Regions from separate parts of the Mus musculus genome. Here region 2 is linked to region 1. The links are chromatin contacts, called in public promoter capture Hi-C maps. All regions are on one chromosome and are shown on one strand. The core of a region is the stretch at or near the end of the contact, and the rest is flanking DNA. Distances in the headings are between cores, read along the strand shown. Region 1 holds the start of Spaar (small regulatory polypeptide of amino acid response). Region 2 holds the start of Melk (maternal embryonic leucine zipper kinase).

What was found. Capture Hi-C pulls out chosen DNA fragments and counts their contacts.
Region 2: a promoter capture Hi-C map of adipose tissue shows a contact between it and region 1. The contact joins the promoter of Melk here to the promoter of Spaar in region 1. A contact is called at or near these places in 3 of 9 other capture datasets (adipose tissue, embryonic stem cells and liver).

The regions. Positions count from the first base shown.
Region 1 is chr4:43,725,963-43,732,404 of GRCm38.p6, reverse strand. It overlaps Spaar (small regulatory polypeptide of amino acid response), which reads right to left and starts at 2,371. Exons shown (of 2, transcript NM_001348108.1): 1 at 2,241-2,371; 2 at 1-1,825. The coding sequence starts at 1,440. The coding sequence ends at 1,213. Hrct1 (histidine rich carboxyl terminus 1) reads right to left here and starts at 5,207. Exons shown (of 1, transcript NM_027511.1): 1 at 4,295-5,207. The coding sequence starts at 5,043. The coding sequence ends at 4,714.
Region 2 is chr4:44,297,298-44,304,399 of GRCm38.p6, reverse strand. It overlaps Melk (maternal embryonic leucine zipper kinase), which reads right to left and starts at 3,483. Exons shown (of 18, transcript NM_010790.2): 1 at 3,328-3,483; 2 at 734-829. The coding sequence starts at 791.

The DNA of each region.
Region 1 (6,442 bases), core at 1,122-3,621:
CCTGAGCCTCGACCTCCCCAGATTCACTCCACCCCCATCTAGCACTCTGACTTCCTTCCTGCACTTCTTCCCTGCCAACCCCACCCCCAAATCTCTCCAGACCCAAGCCTGTCTCTCTGGATCCTTCCTGTGGCAGCCACATGTCTGGGGACACTCTGACATCCCAGAGGACCCTGGTTCAGTCTCATCCCCCTCAACAGGCAGGTCCTGAGAGAGTTACCCATTCAAGGTCAGATTCAGACATACAAGCCACGAAGATAATTTTTCATCCTTCAGATCATAGTCTCTAAATACAAGATAGCATCTATTCCGTGAGCAGATTTTCTATTAATAAAAACAAATGTCCCTTTATTTGTGTTAAAATCAACAGCTCCACATGCGCTGAAATGTAACAACATTTTGACTTTTTTGGAATTATCTTTCAGTTCACGATTTTTCTATCATTCCTAAGTGACGCAAATCACTCACATTTGCTAAGAATAGACACAGTCTGTCGGACTATAGCAATAAAGCAAGTCTTGTTCAAAACGTGTTTTAAAGTCTTCTTGGTGGCCTTCCTGTTAATGAAACACCTTGTGCTCTCTGTGGCTCTCTTTTTCTCTCCTGCTTCCTTTTGTGGTTTTCCAGAGCAGATTTGGAAAGATCCATAAAAGGATATACGTCCTCAATTATAAAATAAGTCACTTGTTCCCAGAAAACAGCTCTTTGTTTTCAGAATTTCAGGGCTGATTTCAGGCAACAGGAGCAAGCCTGAGGGTTGGGCACGGTGCAGCATCCAAAAATACTAACAAACACTTAGTTCTTCAAATCGTCCGCTCGAGGGCTCTGGTTCCCTGGGTGGCAAATAGACTTCTGTCACAGCACCCCGCTGACAGGGTGCTAACTTCCGGTGAGGTTCCATAGCTGTCTGGAGCTACCCCACCATTAGGATACCACACAGCATCCTTCCACATCTCCTCAGACTCCTCAGCCCCATTGTGAGTAGAGCCTAGCTGATCGTTCAGCTCAGAGGTAACTCACACCTGGTCCTGACACCTCAGCTCCCCAGGGAGAGAGGGAAGAGCGAGCCAGAATGGAGGGAGGCAAGAAGTTTGTGAAACGTAGAAGGATACGGATGGAGAGCTGGGAGGAGTGAGACACCAGACACTGCTTATTGAAGGGGCAGATGGGTCTGACCCACTAGCAGAATAAATGTCGAGGGAATTGCCAACCTCACACAACAGTCCAGAAGTTCTGGGGCCGCGGCAGTGGCCGGGATTGGAGAGCCGGCCCCGTGAAGAGCGACGCCTCCTGGTGAAACGTGGCCACGGTGAAGCTACGTCTGGAGCTGCGCTCTGGGTCTTGGGTGTGTGAGTCATAGCTGAAGTAGCAGAGGATGCAGGTAATGGCCATGGTGATGACAAAAAGCACTGCCACCATCCCAATCACCGCGGTCTCCATGATTTCTGAGTGGCACTTGTCACACCGAACACGGTGGGTGGTCTCTGAGTCTTAGTGTCCCAACAGAAGCTGGGGCTGTTGGCCAGGACAAGCAAGCGGCTTCTCCTATGCCTCCTTCTAAGACTCGGCTCTGAGGCCTTGAACTGTGCCACCGTAGGCCACCAAATCCTTCTGCTGGAGTCAGATGATCTTCGGTCTAGTTTTAACCTCAGGTCAGACCTCCAAGAGCTGTGGTCGGCTCTACTGGCAGCTGCTAAGAAGCACTATCAGGAAAGCTGTAAGCAAATGAGTCCCTCGACATGGAAGGGGCAAGGGAAGGAGGAGCAGAGATGTTGCTAAGACGGAAGCCAGGCCCACGAGCAACGCCTCAGGACTTCAAGAGTTACTGATTAAAAAAAAAAAAATCTAGTGACTATACAAAATTCCTCTCGCCTAGCAGGACCCAGGAAGAGTCTGAATCCTCCCTGGGAAGGACCCAGGGTCAGCAATTGGCCTCTCTGCTGCCTTCCCAGGCTGTGCACCTAGGCTGGGAGGCAGGGGTGGAGAAAGATACCAGCAAGTGGAGGTGGAGTGGGGGGCGGGGCAGCGCACACAGGGGCTTGCAGGAAGGGAGATAGGAGAGTAAGAGTCGGCTGTACTTGACCTCATTTTCTGTGCAGGGTTGGGAAGTGTGGTGTATATTCGGAAGGACCTCCTCCAACCCCTTCATTGCATCACAGGGTTCTTTTGCATCATATGCCCCACCCCCATTTGCTGCCGACCGGGGCCCACTACTCACATGGGGTGCTGTGAAGGCTTACCTTGGACTCCAATAGTGCCATGTATCCTGACTGTATCTGGAGCTGGTGACCCCCTGTCTGGTGACCACCCCAGGTGGCCATGCTTCTCCCTCCCAAGCCTGCAGTGTTTTTGTTGGTGCTGCCTGGAATTTGGCTCGGGGATGCTAGAGCAGCTGTGAGTACTTCCTGAATCTCTTCCTCCAATTGTGATTGGGGGCCTATGACCCACAGCCACCACCTTCCCGGCTACAGCACTTAACCCGCCCCACACACTTGCGGACTCATTAACTGACCCTTGAGAGTATCAGGGAAGGGAGCCCGGCCCGAGCCCACTCACACCCAGTTCCTCTTGAGACTATCCCACATTGAGCGAGGAGTGTATTATCAGCCTGAAGAAATAGTACTTCTGGGTACTGAACATAGCCAGGCACTGTCTCTCTCATAAACATTGGTCCCACAGCCCTGTGCAGTAATAGGTCCTCAATTTTACAGGGACATACATGATGGTCTCAGAGCAGATATGCCTGACCAGATCTGCTTCTAGTGAGTCACAGGGATGGCACCCAATGGCAAAACAGCCGTTCCCTGTCTCCACCCCAACTCGCTCTTCCTGGGACCATACAATCGAGTGATTTCCCTGATTCTGCCGTTTGTCTGACCAGGACCCCCTGGCCCCCAGAAGAGAGAGAGAGAGAGAGAGAGAGAGAGAGAGAGAGAATGAGAGAGAGAGAATGAGAGAGAGAGCTGTGCCCAAGGTCATGCAGCCAGAAACTTTCCCAGTTTCTCCAAGGTCCAAGAGAACTTCAGTAGCAGTATGGGCAAACAGCCCACTCACAGGACAGGAGAGTAAACAATATACTGCCCTGTTCTACCACAGCCCCTCTTCTAAGATGCTCTGACAATCAGGGCTCATCCTCCACAAGGGTACTGTAGGGTAGCTCGTTGAATCCCCAACATCGCCTGGTGGGGTTGGGAGCTGGGCCCTAGAGACTGTTGCAACCTTTTATCTTGCTTCTCCTTTGCCTGTTCTTCTAGCGTGCTGGGGAGAACAGGCCAGCATTTTCAACAGGAATGCAGGAAGCTTGTCCGGCCCCGTTTCCTTTTCTGCCTAACCTCTTCCCTCTTTCCCATCTTTGGTGTATCTGTAAAATTCCCGTGAAGCTGCAGTGGGCAGGTCTGCAGCAATGCAGGTGGCTGTAGCTAGAGAGGGACAAGGGTGGAGGGCTGGACTGGGCTAAGCCCGGCAGTGAGGAAAGAGGGATGGGTGTGAAGGACTCCAGAGAGAGAGAGAGATCTGTCCATCAGACCTTTGGTCCACTTTCCCAGTGCAGAAACCCAGTGCAGCTGTCAGTGTGAATTTGCCTCTTCCCTTCCTCACTGGTCACCCCTCGCCTAGTCCTCGCACAGTCCCCTGGGAAACAGAAGGAAAGAGGACATTCTATTCCAGTGAGTCACTGACTTTCTGGCGTTTCCCTCTGCTGCTCTCTGCCCTGCTTCTCCCTGTTCTCAGGCTCAGGCTGGGACGATATTTCCTTCCCCTTCATGGACCCAACCTTTTATTCATAGTGTGTGTGGGTCCTTTGCATGCCTGTTGACTGTGGTAGGAGTCTCTACTATCCATTCCATTTTAAGGAAGGAAAAACTGAGGCTCAGGCCAGGCACATTCTCTTGAGGCCACCCGGCATGCCAAGCAGTTAACTGTTCCCTCCCTCTGGTCTTATCAGCTGCTACTGTGCATCTGCAGACAGGCTGGCTGGAGACTCAGAGTCTGCATAAGAATCCCTATTCAGTCCCCAAACAGACACTGAACCCAGGGTTGGTTCCTGCTCTGGACCAGGCTAGGAGGAGCACTCAGGCAGGGTGCTCCGAGAGCTAGAACCCAGGCTAGGGGTCTCAACTGTCCCTTCTCCAAAGCTCTGGGCCGTCCACACTGAATTCTTCCTCAGAGCTTAGGCGGGGACCACCTACTTCTCTCTGTTCCAGACCCCAGGCTCAGCTCCTTCCAGAAGAGTTCCCAGGGCCCTCATGACTCCCTCCCTCCCACTGTGCCACAGTCAAGAACCAGTTCACACAAAAAGCTTCCTGGTGGCTTTTATTTCTTACAGCCAAGCAGCAGTGAATGCCCGTACCACAGTCTGCCCCTGGAAGCTCATCACAGGGCCTCCCCAATCAGAAGAACTCTCCATCTCCACCTGGGCTCTGGTTCTGCCAGATACCCTTGTTACTTCCAGGGTCACCAGGAGTTGCAGTCACAAGGTAGGAAACTCAGCCAGCCCTGCTCGAAGCTCAAGCCCCACATTGTGTAGAGGGCCACCCAGGTGGGTCTCTGTTGCACATAGGGAGAAGGGCTCATATGCAAATGAAACCCAAGCAGGACCAGGGTCCCAGTACCCCCCTTCATCCCAGAGGCACATCCTTTTCCGTGGCAGCATCAGGATCCACTCATGTTGCTGCTGGATGGAGGGCAGAGCCAGGTAGATGCTATCTATTGGCCTCAGCGGCGGGCTCCATGAGCATGGTGGTGGCGGTGGTGGTGCTTGTGGTGGTGGAGACGATGGGGAGAATGGTGATGGTGGTGGTGAACGCCCACACTGGTCACCCCGGTCACATGGTGATGGTGGTGATGGTGAACAAGTCTTGGGAGACGCAGGCGCCGGCCATGGAAGAGTCGAGGCCGGGCTTGTCGGACTCGGTTTCTCTCCACGTCATGCTCCTGTGATCTGTGGAAAAGGCAGAGGGCCATCAGCCACAGCAACATCAAAAACGCCAGTGCTGTGCCCGTGATCCAGCACACAAGGGTCGTGTTCCCCAGAAGGCCTAACATCTGGAAGCCAGAGGATCTCTGCACTTCACTCAGTGGCTCCCTTCAGCAGCCTCTGCTCAGCCCTCACAGTCACTGAACTCAAGGGTGTCTCGGCTCCTGCAGACTGGAGAACAGCCAGGGAATGTGGGAGAGGTCTGTTTGGACAGGCTTCTCAACAGCCAGAGGCTGTTTGGAGTAGGAAGGGGGAGGCCGTGAAGGAAGAGTGGGTGGAGACCAAGGAGCTGTGGGACTGGCTTGCTTAAGGGGAGGGCCTGAATCAGGGATATGAGGTCAATATTCCATCTATTCCTGCCTCCTGGCAGAAGGAGGGCCCTCCTCTGGGCTTCAGCTTTTCTCCTAGGAACCACTGTATGGAGATTAAAAGTGTAGGCTTAGGATGCACACGATTCCCTAGCTCCGCGACTATCTGTAGCCTGCAACATCCTCTGCTGCTGAGGATCAGTGAGTTAGCCCAAGTCCTGTGAATGTCAGTCAGGGATGGGTGGAGCCTGATGAGGGCCACAAGCCGTTCATCATCCAGGGATGCTTCTCCTGTTGGGTATAGGAAGCCAGAAGGCTTGTCAACTTTGGGTTAACAGGAAGCAGAAAGGAAGCCACTTGAGGTCACACAGGTCAGCCCCTTATCTCCCCGGTCAACAATGTCAGTGGATGGCAGTCCCGTTGCCCTATCATCTGCCCTGTCACAAAGCTCGGGTCATTCCTACCTGCCTGGGAACTTGTTTGGTGACCAGAATGTGCACAGTCTTCCATTCTCTCGTTACTGGTTCTAAATCCTCTGGCCCCCTAGTCACCAAGGATGAGGCTGGGATTCAGGGTGTCCCCAGCATCTCTGTTGTACGCAAGCGGACTGGGCTCCCCAAAGCCCAAGCTCTGTGGCCAGGGTCCTCAGGGGTCCTTCAACCCATTCCTCAAAGCTCCTTCTGGAGAGTGCTCAGCCCCCAAACCTCAGACTGGCTCCAGCTCTGCAGTAGCTCCACTCTGTAAAGTTGGTCAAGGCCCTTCCTCGAGCCCACCGTGTCCTCTCTGGAGATCCCACAGCAGAAGCAAACTCCAGGGACACTCCCCTGCTCTAATCCCAGTCACAGCTGCTTTCTCTGACATCTTTACTGAAAAGCTGCCACAGCAGCTCAAAGGGTTGTACATCACCTTTGGCCAAGCTGGTTTCGAGGGAGGCTAGTCTCCAGAGGCTTCCTGGCCCTCTGGAGAAGTCACTTGAACTTTTAATGAGGCTTGTATAGAGAACTCCTCCTGCAGACTCCTGGGGCTTTGGAGCCAGCTGCCTTCCCTAGAGGCACATTGAAGAAAAAGTCCTATGGGAGCTGGTGGAGAGGGGAGGAGGGAGAAGGGAGGAGGGAGAGGAAAGGGGCATGAAGAAGGGAGCATTAAATGGATAACTTTA
Region 2 (7,102 bases), core at 2,234-4,733, 570 kb before region 1:
TCACTCTCAGGCAGCCAGGACGACCCTTTCAAAAAAAAGGCCATATCACTCCTTAGCTGAAAACTCTCCAATGGCTTTAGTTACACTAAAATACAACACTTTTGTAGTGACCTGTGAGCCTCTCTCTGATAGGCTAGCTACCCTTGCTCTACTCTGCTTATTAAAGAAGGCAGAGCATCAGAAGAGATGGCTCAGCAGGCAAAGGCAACTGGCACACAGGCCTGGCAACCTGCATCCCAGCCCCAGAAACCAAATAAAGGTGGAAAGGAATCTACTCCACAAGCTGTCATTTGACCACCATGTGTATACTGTGACATGTTCCCCATATACATCATACACAGAGATGCACACCAGACAGACAGACAGACACGCGCGCGCACACACACACACACACACACACACACACTAAAATAAATTCAAACTTTTTTTTTTTTCTTCTGCGGCAAAAGCTTTATTGCTTACATCTTCAGGAGCCAGAGAGCAAGAGAGCAAGAGAGCAAGAGCTCTATTGCTTACATCTTTAGGAGCCAGAGCGCAAGAGCGCAAGAGAGCTAGAGTGCAAGAGAGCAAGAGTGCAAGAGCAAAAGCAAGAGCAAATTCAAACTTTTTAGTTATAGATAAAGAAAAAATTTAAGCCACATCAATTATACTAAAAACCTCATGACCACCCAAATAGACCATACTTTGAATTACTTTATTCGTACTCTGCCTCCAAGAAAAAGATGACAATTACCTGTCCCAATCGTTTCATATAGTTCATAGTATTTGAGGAGTTCGTCATAATCTTTCATAGTCCACCTGGAAGGTTATTCAAAATGACAACCAGAACCTGTAACACAGAAGAAATAGCACACATCTAATAAAAGGACTGTCAGAGCTCACCAGCTCCCTTTGCAAACAGGGGTAAACACAAAGCTTAGGCATGTAAATGATCATGGAAGCACTAACTAGCCATAGCAAAAAAAATCAAGCAAACAGAGCTGGGTGGAGGAGTCCCAGCACTCAGGAGGCAGAGGCAGGAGGATCTCTGAGTGCCAGGACAGCCAGGGCTACACAGAGAAACCCTGTCTCAAAAATCAAAAACAAAACAAAACAAAAATCAAAACCTGGCTTCCTGTCTCATATCATCTATACAAATCAAATTCCAATAAAGAGTTGAACTTTACCAAGGTGAGAGGACTTGCCGGTAATGCCAGTATTTGAAAGGTAGAAGCAGGAGCTCAAGGTCTTCCTACACAGCAAGTTCTTCCAGCCTGGGCTACAGGAGACTATGCCTCAAACAACAAACCCACTTGTTCAGTGGGTAAAGGCACTTGCTACCAAGCCTGAAATTGAGTTTGATCCCAGGACCCCCATGGGACCCCCATGACAGAAAGACCAACTCCCATAGCTGGCAACTAACCTCCACCCACACACACTGTAGCACACACACACACACACACACACACAGTTACAACTGCATTACCAGGCTTGGCTCATAATTAACTTCTTCACAGATTCCTCCCTACGGACTTTTAAAATGTCCAGTTCCTAGGAAAAGACTTGCACAAACACTAAATCCTTTTTTTTTTCTGACTACCCTCTTCCCTGAAATCACACCATGTCTTTGAGTATCACCACTGTAAGGCTAGATTATATCATCTTCAAATCCAGGGAAGATCATTTTTGCTACTATTACAAAAACTAGCTGGGCAGAGGTAACATCTTTAGTCCCAGCACTTGGGAGGCAGAGGCAGGTGGATCTTTGACTTCAAGGCCAGCCTGGTCTACAAAGTGAGTTCCAGGACAGCCAGGGCTACACAGAGCAACCCTGTCTCAAAGCCTCAGCCCACCCCACCCCACCTCCCCCCAAAAGAGACTAGTGATTAGATCATGTTGTAGGTATAAAGCTGGGTCTAAATAACTGTACACATCCCGTTTACCTTCTAGAAATTGGAATACAGAAAGCAAAAATATGATATCTCAGAACTCCTCTAGTTGGTGAAGAAATGGGGTATATGCAATAGAGACACTTTTCTGAAAAAAATAAGAAATTAGCTAGATATTGGGAAATTTGTGATTCTATTAGATAACTGTGGTACATGCCTTTATACCAGCACTCAGGAACAGAGGCAGGTAGGTGCATCTCTGTGAGTTAGAGGCCAGCTTGGACTATACAGTGAGTCCTCATAAAAGGCAAACTGAGGGTATTTTGCTACCAGTATGGTGTTATTTGAGCCATGCTATCACTTACTACAAAACACATTAACTTGCCTCTCGTGCTCATTGACACTGATCTGGTCATTTCAGATGAGAGTGCAGAATGGCTTACAACCTGGCCTTAGAATACAGTTGAGTGGCGGCACCCTTCTGCTCCTTTGCGGAGATTTCTGAGAGCAGCAATAGAGGCATTCATTCCCAAAAGCATTTAGGGACTAACCTGTCCATCTAGTTGGTTCATAATAGATAAAAGGGACAGAGCCACTGTTTCCACGAAGGTGTTTAAGAAGAAACAGAAGCCAAAACATGAACAAAAGTTGGGACTAAATTCTCTAGCCAACGTTTCAGACCCCTCTGAAACCCTCTCTTCCTCCTCCTCCATTAACCACAGAAATCTACCTAAGGTGAGACTAGAACACTCACTACCTCACCTTAGTGTGAGCTCCTGCCTTGGGATGAGAAGCAGGGAACTGCTCCCCTCCACACCCTTCTTGGCAGGAGCCACCTGGCTCCTCCATTTACTGCTATAGCCTCTGGGCGTCCTTACAATACGAGTCTCGGGCCACTTGCTTTAGAGGTGCAAGGTGAGGAAGGATTTGGGCTCTACAAAGGGGTTACACACATTTCTCTTTTAACTGGAATACCCCAGAAAACTGAGTTGAAAAGTGTAAGTGCCTCAAAGCCCATCTCTGAATCGCTTTTGCAGACAGTCAAAAGCACTGAAACAGAACTGGAAATTCCCATTATGGGAGCCTCCGGGGCGTCAAATGCTCTGTCAAACTTTATCAATTACCCGCTGAGCGGGGAATGGGGAGTGGGGAGCGCTCACGCCTGTATCTCCTGCGCTCAGGAAGGTAAGGCAGGAGGATCCAGAATTCAAGGACCACTTTGGCTACAAAGTGAGTTCGAGACCAGTGAGTTCAAGACGCAAGATACATCTCAGAACCCGAGACAAAAAAAAAAAAAAAAAAAAAAAAAAACTACCATCCACCATCTGTGAAAGCCAGGGTCGAAAAACCTAGACGTTCTCACAGAGAACAGTGCTGATGGGTGGAACCCCAGGGAAACTCCGTCTCCCGGCCACGCCCCACGAGGCCCAGAGTGCGGCCCGAGGACGGAAGAACTGACCTGAAGGGCAGCGGGCCCAGCAAGGACCGAACAGGACCGAACAGGACAGAAGGTGAAGCAGCCGGCTGCAGAGTCTAGCAAAGCCGGAACAAGTCGGTGGGAATTTCTGCAGGATTCAAGTTCCAGCAGCTTCCGCCCGCCAAAGGAATCAAACCTCGCGGGCCGGAAGAGGCGGGGCCCAAGGGAGCCCAGTCCCAGGGAGGTGGGGCGGGGCCGGGAGAAAACTGGGCGGAGCGATGGTGGGGCGGGGCGAGATAGGCTCAAACTTTTGATGGGATACTAAATGTGTAGGATGTCAAATGCTCAGGATCGGTGATGGTGAAGACTTTAAGATACTGACTTAAGCCTCAGTACATGGGAACGCCAGGGCCAAGAAGTGCGAGTGGGAGGGTAGGGGAGTTGTGGGGGGGGGAGGGTATGGGGACTTTTGGGATAGCATTGGAAATGTAAATGAAGAAAATACCTAATTTAAAAAAAAAAAAAAGATACTGACTGAAGACTTAAGGCCTTGCCTCCTTCTTTCTTTTTTTTTAAGAATATTTTTATTTTTTTAAAAATACCATTATTCTTCGACACTTTCATACACGTATACAATGTATGTTGATCATATCCACTTTATTCTCCCTTCTTGCTCCCCACACCACCCAAAACCCTCTCTCATCTTCACTTCCTTTTTTTTTTTTAATAGTTTGCCTTTACTAACTGCAGTGTGCATATCTCATAGGGACAAGGAAATTTTTTCCAGAAGACATTGACTTGCTAAGTTTTCATATTTTAATCCCAGCACTTTGGAGGCAGAGGCAGGCAGATTTCTGAGTTCGAGGCCAGCCTAGTCTACAGAGTGAGTTCCAGGACAGCCAGGACTACACAGAGAAACCCTGTCTCGAAAAACAAAAACAAAACAAAAAAAAAAAGTTTTCATATAATTAAGTTTTTTATGTTCTTAATTTTTCATTACATTCATTTATTCGAGTGCGTGCTTGTGGGAAGGGGGGCACGTGTCACTTCACACCTGTGGCAGTTAGAGGACAACTTTCAAGAGTTGGTTCTCTCTTGCCACCTAATGGGTCTAACTAATCAAGTCAAGCTGTCAACTTGGTACCAATTGCCATTACCCATTGACCCCTCTTTCCCCTGATCTTTTTCCCCCTTCTGGTTCATGGGAGGGCTCTCCCTGGCCTTGGCTATTCTAAGCAAGAGCTCTAACATTGTGCCACTTTTCCCTGTGCATCTCATAATTCTTACTAAAATCTGTTGCTATAAGTTATAAAACCTTAGGAACTAAATTAACTACCCATCAAGATGCTAGCAATGTGGCTCATGGGTAAAGATACTTGCCACCAGCCCTGAAAACCTAAATTCAATCCCCAGAAATCTGACTTCCTCATTTACCCCTCCCTGCAAACAAATACAGAAATGATTTTTGGAAAAAAAGAAAAAGAAAAAAGAAAGAAAGAAAAATTCAATGCGCCATAAACACCCAGTATGCCAATAGAAGTATTTTTCATCATAGCATCCCTATTATACCTAGTCATGAGCTTGGTCATTATAAAACTTACATAGGTTGCATGAGTTAAATTGTAGTGACAGCCCAAACCAGAAAAATATTAGAGCCGGGCGTGGTGGCACACACCTTTAATCCCATCGCTCAGGAGGCAGAGGCAGGCTGATTTCTGAGTTCGAGGCCGGCCTGGTCTACAAAGTGAGTTCCAGGACAGCCAGGGCTACACAGAGAAACCCTGTCTCGAAAAAAAACAAACAAACAAAAAGAAACCCTGTCTCAAAAAATATATATATTAGGAGTTACAACCATGGGGAAGAAAAAAATAAAGATGCATATGTATTTGCATCTTTATAATTATTTGACACTCAGCAGTTAATTCACATCTTCATGGACTGTCTGGTTTTGAAAGTAGCTACCAAAGAGACAGAGGGTACCAATGTACAGAGCTTTTTAGTGAGCCCTCCCCACAGATAATCATAAAGCAGAATACAACATGGGGCGTGCCCTAGTGCAATTTTGTTGAACCTGTATCAATGGACACATTTAGAGTCCCAATCTCTTTCATGAAGCCTGTCCAAGGGCAGGCTTTTAGAAACCTATTTCATAGATGAGCTTGTGTTTGCTAATGGTTCCATCACCATTTATTGATGACATACTGCCCCTTCTCACACACTTCTACAAAGGAACTATTTCACTGGCTCCCAGTTTTGATTAGTATTGTTGTCAACTTGACACAAACTAGAGGTATCTGGGAAGAGGGAACTTCAACTGAGAAAATGCCTCCTGAGCTGGAGAGATGGCTCAGTGGTTAAGAGCACTATCTGCTCTTCCAGAGGTCCTGAGTTCAAATCCCAGCAACCATATGGTGGCTCACAACCATCTATAATGAGATCTGATGCCCTTTTCTTGTGTCTGAAAACAGTGTACTCACATAAAAAAATAAATCTTTGAGAGAGAGAGAGAGAGAGAGAGAGAGAGAGAGAGAGAGAGAATGCCTCCCATTGGATAGGCCAGCAAGTGGGGCATTTTCTTTTTTTCTTTTTCTAATTTTTAGTTTTTACTTAATTTTGTTTTATGTGTATGTGTATGTGTATGTGTGTTTTGCCTGTGTAGATATCTTAGCACCACATGTGTGCAGTGCCTCCAAAGACCAGAAGAGAGTGCTTCTGATAACCTAGTTTAGGCACCACAGGGATGCTAGGAATTGAACCCCTGTCCTCTGGGAGAGCAGTCAACGTTCTTAAGCATTGAGCCATCCCCTCAGTCCTTATATGGAGCATTTTCTTGATTGATGATTGATGTGAACGCTTCAAATTGTTGTAGGTAGGGCCACCACTGGGCAGATGGTCCTGGGGTGTGTAAGAAGTCAGGCTGAGCAAGCCATGAGGAGCAAGCCAGTCAGCAGCACTCCTCCATGGTCTCTAATCCTACCTTCCTCATTCCTGCCTTGAGTTCTTTCCTTGCCTTTTCCCAATGATGTCTAAGCCAAATAAACCCTTTGCTCCTCAGATTGCTTTGGTCATGATGTTTTACATAGCAATAGAGAGCAAACTAGAATACCCCTAGATATTTAGTTTATAATAGTGAAGGGTTTTAGGATTCTGGATAGAAGATTTTCAAGCAAAGGGGGAAACTTAAGGTAATATAAAGGATGGAAATATGAAGAGTGGGGAAAAGAGAAAGAAACTGTGTGAATGATAAAGAAACAGTTTGTGCGCTGGCGAGATGGCTCAATGGTTAAAGAGCACTAACTGCTCTTCCATAGGTCCTGAGCTCAATTCCCAGCAACCACATGGTGGCTCACAACTGTTGGTAATGGGACCTGACACCCTCTTCTGGTGTGTCTGAAGACAGCTACAGTGTACTCATATAAATAAAATAAATACATCTTTTAAAAAATAGAGTTTTGAAAAAAATTAAAATTACTAGTGGATTTCCGGATTTCTGTGAGTTTACAGATCAATTTCCAGGACAAACCCTGCCTCAAAAGGCGAAACAAACAAAGTCAACAACCAACAACCAAAAATAGTTACCATTTAGAAAGTGTATCAAGGTTATGATGAAAAAAATTTAATATCTATTTAAAATTCCCAAGATGATTTTGAGCGACTATTTTGAATAGCACCACACTCGAAAGAATAGTTAGGCCAGGTGGTGGTGGCACACAGCTTTAATCACACCAGTCAGGAGGCAGAGATAAATGTACCTTTGTGAGTTCAAGGCCAGCCTACACTGTGAGTTCCAGGCCAGCCAAAGCTACATAGAGAAAAC